2 separate regions of the Anas platyrhynchos genome follow, and region 1 is linked to region 2. A link is a contact called in public Hi-C data. All regions are on one chromosome and are shown on one strand. The core of a region is the stretch at or near the end of the contact, and the rest is flanking DNA. Distances in the headings are between cores, read along the strand shown. Region 1 overlaps MAML3 (mastermind like transcriptional coactivator 3). Region 2 overlaps MAML3 (mastermind like transcriptional coactivator 3).

The links. Hi-C and Micro-C count contacts between places; a contact is called where the count stands out from the background.
Region 1: a Hi-C map of small yellow follicle shows a contact between it and region 2, with 3 times the contacts expected there. The contact joins two enhancer-like sites. A contact is called at or near these places in 4 of 8 Hi-C or Micro-C datasets (liver, skeletal muscle, small yellow follicle and 1 more).

Annotation. Positions count from the first base shown.
Region 1 is chr4:39,966,795-39,970,624 of IASCAAS_PekinDuck_T2T, forward strand. All of the region lies in intron 2 of MAML3 (mastermind like transcriptional coactivator 3), which reads left to right. Among named protein-coding and RNA genes, the nearest start is that of MGST2, 110 kb to the right of the region's middle. Within about 2 kb of position 2,022, at least 5 of the 8 cell types and tissues checked have an H3K27ac peak or open chromatin away from gene starts, as enhancers often do. A contact at or near this core is called in small yellow follicle, where this site is marked.
Region 2 is chr4:39,870,614-39,874,211 of IASCAAS_PekinDuck_T2T, forward strand. The region is part of intron 2 of MAML3 (mastermind like transcriptional coactivator 3); the gene reads left to right. Among named protein-coding and RNA genes, the nearest start is that of SCOC, 58 kb to the left of the region's middle. Within about 2 kb of position 1,983, at least 2 of the 8 cell types and tissues checked have an H3K27ac peak or open chromatin away from gene starts, as enhancers often do. A contact at or near this core is called in small yellow follicle, where this site is marked.

The sequences.
Region 1 (3,830 bases), core at 772-3,271, 96 kb after region 2:
ACTGCTTTCTAGCCACGCTGATGAATCCAAGCCGTGTAGATCCTGCTGGCTTCTGTGTGTGCTACTGGTAGGCACACAAAGCAAAATCCCTTCCTTCCCACACCCGACGGGTCAGGGTTCAGAGGCTGGCACCCTCCAAGGCACATTTAGGGCAGGAGCCAGGCTGGAGGATCTGGGCAGCTCCCCGGGGAGCTCACCCATCCCCACCCGCTGCACGGGGTGTGCACCGTGCCGCAGCAGTGCCCGAGGTGTGGGTGCTCATCCCGAAGCTGTAAATTCTCATCTTCTTCTTTAAAAACTGCCTGCAACCATGGCAAAGATTCATAATGTATTTTATTAGGGCTTCTGGGTAGATTTTGCTACATAAATAATTTTACCTCCCGTAATTACAGAGGACATTAATAAAAGTGGTGATTTTTCTACTGAGATACGTATTGGCATTGAAGCTAGTCCAAATTTGCAGTTCTTGGGATTTGGACAAAGGAAAATGATCAGGGTCAGTTATTTTTATTGCCGTCTTTCTGGTTTCTTGGACTGAAAACAGCTGTGAGGAGCGGGGAAAAAAAAATCTAAACCTGACAAATTTCATGCAATTACGGGCCTTGAAAAAGAAATTTTAAGGAATGAATCCAGGGGAGCTTCTCTGGCTGCCCAGTGCTCGTGTCAGGGTGTTGAATGGGCTCGGGGTTTCCTCACCCACAAGTTACGACCATCACGACGTGGGCACCCAGCAGCCCCGTGACACCAAGGGCTTCATCACTGCTGGCTGATAGCCGGCTCTCGGCACAGGCAGGGGTGAACTTTGGGTGAGGAGGATCCAGGTGGTAACCCCCGGGGAGATGGAGCACATGGTACGTGCATTCATCTTAGATAAACCGACCCCGGGACTTTTAGTTCTGGTGTATGTGTGCCTGTTAGTGTTGGAAATACTATCAATGTAGGAAAAACCAGGGAAGTTTCATACCTAGCAAGGCTTTAAAGTGCAATCAGCAGCTTGTTTCTTAGGTTTTCCTTGAATTTGGGGTACTCAGCGTCCATCACCTGTAACCTTACCCATACGTGGCACTGGAGAAAGTCTAAATTTCAGGAGAAATGGAAACTTCTGTTAAATGGGCAGCTCGTTGTGTGTATTGTTACAAGTTACTATAGAGAAGCTTTCCCACACAGATGGGCAATTTCCAGCGGAATGGTAAGAAAATCTTCATTTGGTTCTTTCCATTTTCTAAAAAAAAAATAATACAAAAACAAAACAAAAACACAACAGCTCTGCATCAGCTTGGGAATTATAGGGAACAACAGCCCATGTGGCTTTGTTCTGCTTCTTCCATCTGCTGCTCTAGAAGAAAGAGCATCCTGGGGAGAAGGGCTTGACAAGTTCTGCCTGCAAAACCAGGAGCAAGTTGTTACAGAAGCTCGGATTTAAGAGGTGCATTTAGTGCCTGGGCTGGTGCATTAATATTTTTCCTTTTGCACAGGGTGTTTTAAAATTCAGGTAGAGGTATTTACATATCTGAATGTATGATTTTAGGTTCCGGTACCTCAGAGGCATGGCAAACCCAACTTTGTGGTGGTTTTATAAAGTCTTTATTGATCATTCCCAGGCACTGCATTGTTCACCTCGCTTTCAATTGCTGCCTAGAAATAAGCAAATAGGAAACAAAAGTTGCTCTCGGAGTTAAAACCGGGGAGGAGAAGTTCATGAAGCTGCTGGAAAAACAGCCCAGGCACCCTGAGCGAGCCAATCGCAGGGAAAGAAATACAACACTTGGAGTGCGAGAGGCGCTCTCCTTCGCTCTTCGCATGCGTCAGCCACAAAAATAGAAACCTCAGGAACAAAGCTCCGTTGGCTGAGGAGAAAGGAGGAAAAAGGTGAGGCTGCTCCAAGTCGTGCTGATCACATTCCTCCCTGCGATAGCCAGGTTACCTTGGGAGTTACCGCGGCTGGAGCGCAAAGTTTGAGCCTGCACCTCCTGACGTTCCTACTCCTGTTTCTTCCCCTTGCCGGCTCGCGTTGGCTTTGTGGTCACTTTTAGCTGTGTCAGCACGTTGGAAATTGCTGACAGTAAACAGTGAAGGCATGCATGCACGCTACTGAAAAAACCACAAGGAAAACAGCCTTGGGTAAATGATGGATTTGCTCCCTGTTACATGTTCACAGCTCCCAGGCACTGTCTGGAGCCTCCTGCAGAACAGTGTTTGGAAGCTTTTATTCCCAATTTTTACAGGGAGTTGATGCAGGCTACGCAGTAGCTTGCCTTTCCATGTGAGTTTTGGTACGTGTAGTAGGGGAGAGGTTTATACAGATTAAATACTGGGCTGGAGAGGGCAGAAAGGGAGGTACAGCTGTGTTTGGGGTTGTCTGGGGCAGTGCAGACCAGGGCACGAGGCTTCTCTTGTGCACCAGCCCTCGGTGGTAGCACCGTGCTATCCCCACATTTCTCCACCCACCTCTGGGTTCAGCATGGGCAGGCTGGTCAGTGTGCCTGGAGCCCAGGGGCTCTGAGACCTGCTGGCTCAGAGCTCTGAGAAATGCGGGCTTCTGTCCATGCCGAGCTCACCTAGGTGCTGCACCGCTATGTGGAAGTGCACACAGCCCCCCGAGCCCTGCTCGGAGCTGCCAGAGGCTCAGCTCAGCTTACAGAGTGCAGAGAAGGGCTAGGCTGGACTCAATCAAAAATGGATTTTGCTGGGAGCCTGTTTCTATTTTTATAGGAGTTTACCCAGCTGCTTTGGAGCCGCTGCAGCTGTCTGAAGCAGTTGCAGTGCGCACCTTGCTGGAAACACTCGCTCTGCCCCGTGCCATGTCACCTGCGAGCCAAGTCCACCTCTGTAACAGCTCTTGCCCAAGGAGCTCCTGCAGCACGGGCATAGCCGTGGAGGGTGAGCCAGGAGCTTCTGTCCTCTTCCCTTCCCACTGCAGAGGTGGCGCAGGACTCGGGATGAGGTCTGCAACCTGAACCAGAAAAACAGAGATAAAACACGGTCTCATTGCTCTGGAATTGCAGGATGGTTTCTTTGTGGAATTCAGCAGTTATTCTGCCATCAGCTGATGCAGCTAGGACCAGGATTTGGGCTTGATCTATTTCAATAACTTCTGATTAAGAACCTGGTTTCCAAACTCAGTTTAAACTTGGTCTCACGTTGCATTTTAGGATGAACTAGCTTGAGCTGGCTTAAATCTCTGCTTTAGACTGAATTAAAGACAACCCAAAGCTGATGGGGTCTTAGCTGGGTTGCTAGCTACAGGGAAAATGCCATGTGAAACAGCTCCTGAAAGCTGGGAGGAGAGATCGATGCTCAGGGAAAAGCCAAGGGATTTGTCTGCCCTTGATGCTCAGTGTGCTCTTCTGTCTGCTCACACCGTCAGTTCTGCCCTTGTGTAGTGCCTGCCCTCCTGCAAGGGCTGTGTAGGTAGCAGCAAACCCAAATAATTTGTTTCCTGACACTAGAGATTGCCTTCAATCCCTGCTGTAAAGCTCCCGACATTAAAACCCCCAATATTTTTTCAAGAATTCCTAGGAGGCTGCTGGCACATAATGACTAATTTTGTAAATCTTGCATTAAAAAGGGGGCTGTACATCGGAGAGGCTTCTGCTATATTTAGAACAAAACTTCATGCTCCCACTGTCAGGATGTGAGCTTAATTACAGCATGCTGCAAACTTTGCTTTTGTGAGGGATATTTTTCTGCGCTGCTTGCTTCAAAAAGCACAGTTTTGCTGCTATTTTTATGATGCTTTTGTAACAGCAGCAGGAGTTGAAACGGGTTCGGTGAAACTGGAGACGGATCCTCTGACACACCAGCAGTGATAGCAGCCGTGCGGTTCCCAG
Region 2 (3,598 bases), core at 733-3,232:
GGGGTGTTCGCGCAACTTGCATGGAGCCAGCAAACTTTTTGTTGTGTTTTTTATATATTTTTTTTTGGAGGAGGGGGGAGCGGGGCCGTGGGGTGCGTGATTTGGGGCTCCCCGCCGCCGGGGGAGGCCGGCAGCCGGCGCCCCAAGCGAGAGCAGGCTGCGCTGAGCCGCTTCCTAAACTTTGCTCGGGTTTTAAGGAGCTCGGCGAGCGGCGGGGGGGTTGGGGGGGGGGCAGGGGGCGGGGGCTGAGCCGCACGGAGCGGAGCCGCGAGTAGGAAGCGGAGTTTCCCACTCCCAGCCCGCTCCCATGATGAATAATCAAAGGCGGCGCGGGGGGAGCCAGCGCCGGCCTTATTTATAGCAGGTCGCGGCCGGCGGCACGGCTCGGCACGGCGGAGGGGGGGTCCCGGAGCCGCCCCCAACCTCGTTCTCTGCCGGGCAGGAGCAGCCGGGGCCTCGCCGTCTGCAGGGCGCACAATGGGCGGCGGAGCCCAGCGGGGAGGAGGAGGAGGAGGAGGAGGAGGAGAGGAGGCGTGTGGTTTCCAAGCCCCGCACGTCCCTCCCTCGCTCCCTCCCCTGCCGCGCGGGGGGGTCCCGCAGGGCGGCAGCTGCCGCCGGCCCCCGCGGGGGGAACCGTGACGGAGCGGCGGGGGGCGGCCTCCCCAGCCCGTCCCATCCCGTCCCATCCCATTTCCAGCCCGTCCCATCCCCGTCCCGTCCCCTTCATCCCCGGCTCGCTGCCGGCCGCTTTGTCCGCCCCGGGCGGGGAGGTGGGGACGGGGCCGGCCGGCGGCAGACAAAAGCTGGGCGCTGCGTGTGTGTGTGCGCCCCTAATCCCCCCCAGCATCCCGGCCAGCAGGAAGCGGAGCAGCCTCCCTGACATCTCGCCGCCTTCCTGGCGGCTCCTCCGCCTCCTCCGGGGCTCTCCCGGGGAAGAGCCGGGCGGCCCCGGCCGAGCCGAGCCGGTCGCTGCCCCCCTCCCTTTCCCCTTCCCCTTCTCCTCCGGGGGGGATGCGCAAGGTGCCGAAGTTGGAGGAGCGAAGTGGGCAGAGGAGGGCTCCGCGGTGGGGGAAGCCCGGCTGCAGGAGAGGGCAGGGGAACGGGAACGGCGGGGCTGGGGCTGAGCTGGCAGCCCGCACGCCATTTATCTCTGCTCCGTGTGCACGGCACTCCGAGCTTAAAGAGAAACCCCGGCGCTGTATCGGGAAGGACCCTTTGCCACCAAGCACTGCCTTACTAAGACCACTTGCAAGAAACGTTGTAGCAAAAATTGGAAGTGTGACCTGCGCCGTTTCACCTGTAGAGCGTCGATTACAACCTGGGAACAGGAGGGTGGCTGCATAGGCACGTGAAAGTTGTATTTAAAACCTGGGAAACTGCTCCTTTCAAAGAACTGGAGGGTATTCTCTTTGGGACTTTTATGGTACGAACAAAGTTCTTCACTTCTGGCAAGCACGAGTTTGCTAAGTTTCATAGTTTAAATGCATCGTGATTTCCATTTACTGAAACAGTTCAACTTTATATAATACTTTATTCCGTCTTGAGAAAACACTAAACTCTACGTTGTGGTTTTCTCCCTTTCTCTATTCTCTGGTGACCTCCAGCTGAGAGGTTCACAGTGACACAATCCCATGGGTCTGCTAGCGCGTTACTCCTCGCACAAAACCAGCGTTAAATCCTTCCCTCCCATTATCAGAGCGCGCGTTCTGGAGTGGAGGCAGTCAGTTAGGACTCACGACAACAAATGCAGTGAGAAAACACCGTCTGCGATGCTTTTTCATCAGGAGGGCAAGGCATATCCAAGGAAAGTATTACCGGAGCGTGTGTGTGTGTCCCTCCAAATTCAGAGATGTGGGGCCAGGCAGCGAGGTGCCCAGCAGACCCTCCCAGAAAGTGGGTAAAAGGTGTCTGTAGGAGGTGATTGTCACTGAAAGACATGCGCTCTGATTTTCTTCGTTGGACAGAGTAGGAACTCTCTGGCACATACAGTGCTCCTTGTCACCACCCCCACGCGGTGCACCCTCGCTCCCTGAGTTCATGAAAGGGATTGTGCAGTTTCCACTGTTTAGGACTCCGTGTCAACTGACAGGCAGTTATCAATGGGAGCCTTTTGTTGAAAAGGCACGTAGGAGCACAGGCTCGCCTGTACTTCGCGAAGTGCTGAGCTACGCTGAATTTGGGTCTTGATACAGGGCGAGCTTTCACTGGCTGAATTTTGGAGTATCTCAATTTATAGCTAATTTAGCCTATCCTACTTGAGGAGAACAGGGGGTTTCAACTCTAGTTTGCTCCCATGCAGGCATCGATTGGGAGGTACACAAAAATAGCTGGGAGGACTTCTTTTTTTTCCAGTCCAACCTGGCAAAAGCCAAAGTTGTTTTCCGTGCTTTTGAGCTGGATTATTAGAATGCTGTACCAGCTAGGCTTTCAAAAGAAGTGTGGGGAAAAATTGCAGGCCATCCAAAACGCTGCTGCTCATCTTCGGACTGGTTCCAGGAAACATCAGCGCATTATTTCAGTGCTTTGGTTCTTTGTGAGCTAATCTGCCCTCTCAGTTCCTGCTTTAAGTGCAGGAGTTTTCTGACTCTGCATCCCTGGTATTGTGTGAGCGTGGTTCCGAGGTGATATATGTGTGTCCGTATAATATAAATAATAAATATTTAGTGTATAATAGCGTATATAATATACATATTGCCAAGTGAAATCGCCTCTCTGTCTTATCCCCGACGCTGCTCTTCTTATTGGGTGTTCTTGCTGTTTTTTTGCCCAGTGAAACGCTACTTCTGTAATTACCACATTGACCTTCCGATGCACGTTGATTTGCATCTCAGCTCTGCTGTAACTTAAAAAGGGTCTGGAGATAATTTTTCCTATTTTAAAAGCTCTTCAACTCTTTTCTTATTTAGCATCGCTATGGGCTTGATAGCCACTGTCAAACTGACCATTCCTAACCCTAAAACTAGCCCTTAGGAAACTGAGTTTTAAACACCATAAAATGTTATTTAGATCATAGAAATTAGTGACGGAAGTCAAATGACCTATTAGATCATCTTTTCTGTTCCCCTGCCAAGGCGTAACTATGCCAATTCGGAATTAGTTTAGAGTTAGAGAAAACACGGCTGGCAAACACAGTATTTTCCAATACTGCTTTTTATCCATCCCGGGCTAACGCGCTGCCTCGTGGAAGTCAATGGTCACGTTGCTCTACCTGAGGAAGGGAGATGGGCAGGCCGGTCCCTTCAGCCTGCTTTGCCTTGGGACAGAATGGCACGCTGAGAATTACCGAAATCCGTCTGTGTCGCCTCCTCGTTGGCAATACTCCAGCACAGGGAAGTAGTTTCCCCCTTCCTTTCTCCTTTTTCTTGGAAAAGGTATCCCCAGTGGCATGCATAACTTCTTGCTTTCCCTCAGTGACTCATGGCTAATTTTATTCAAGATATCGAGTGTTGAATAACGCCGTCGGTCTTGCGAGTGGTTTTTTAAAGCTTACACCTGCTGTGTTGATGGTGCACCTTGCTGTAGTTACCGTGTGCCTTCATACACCTGAGCACAGCTCTGGTGCTCTTCCTCAGGTGGTGTCGTGGTGTAACTCACTCAG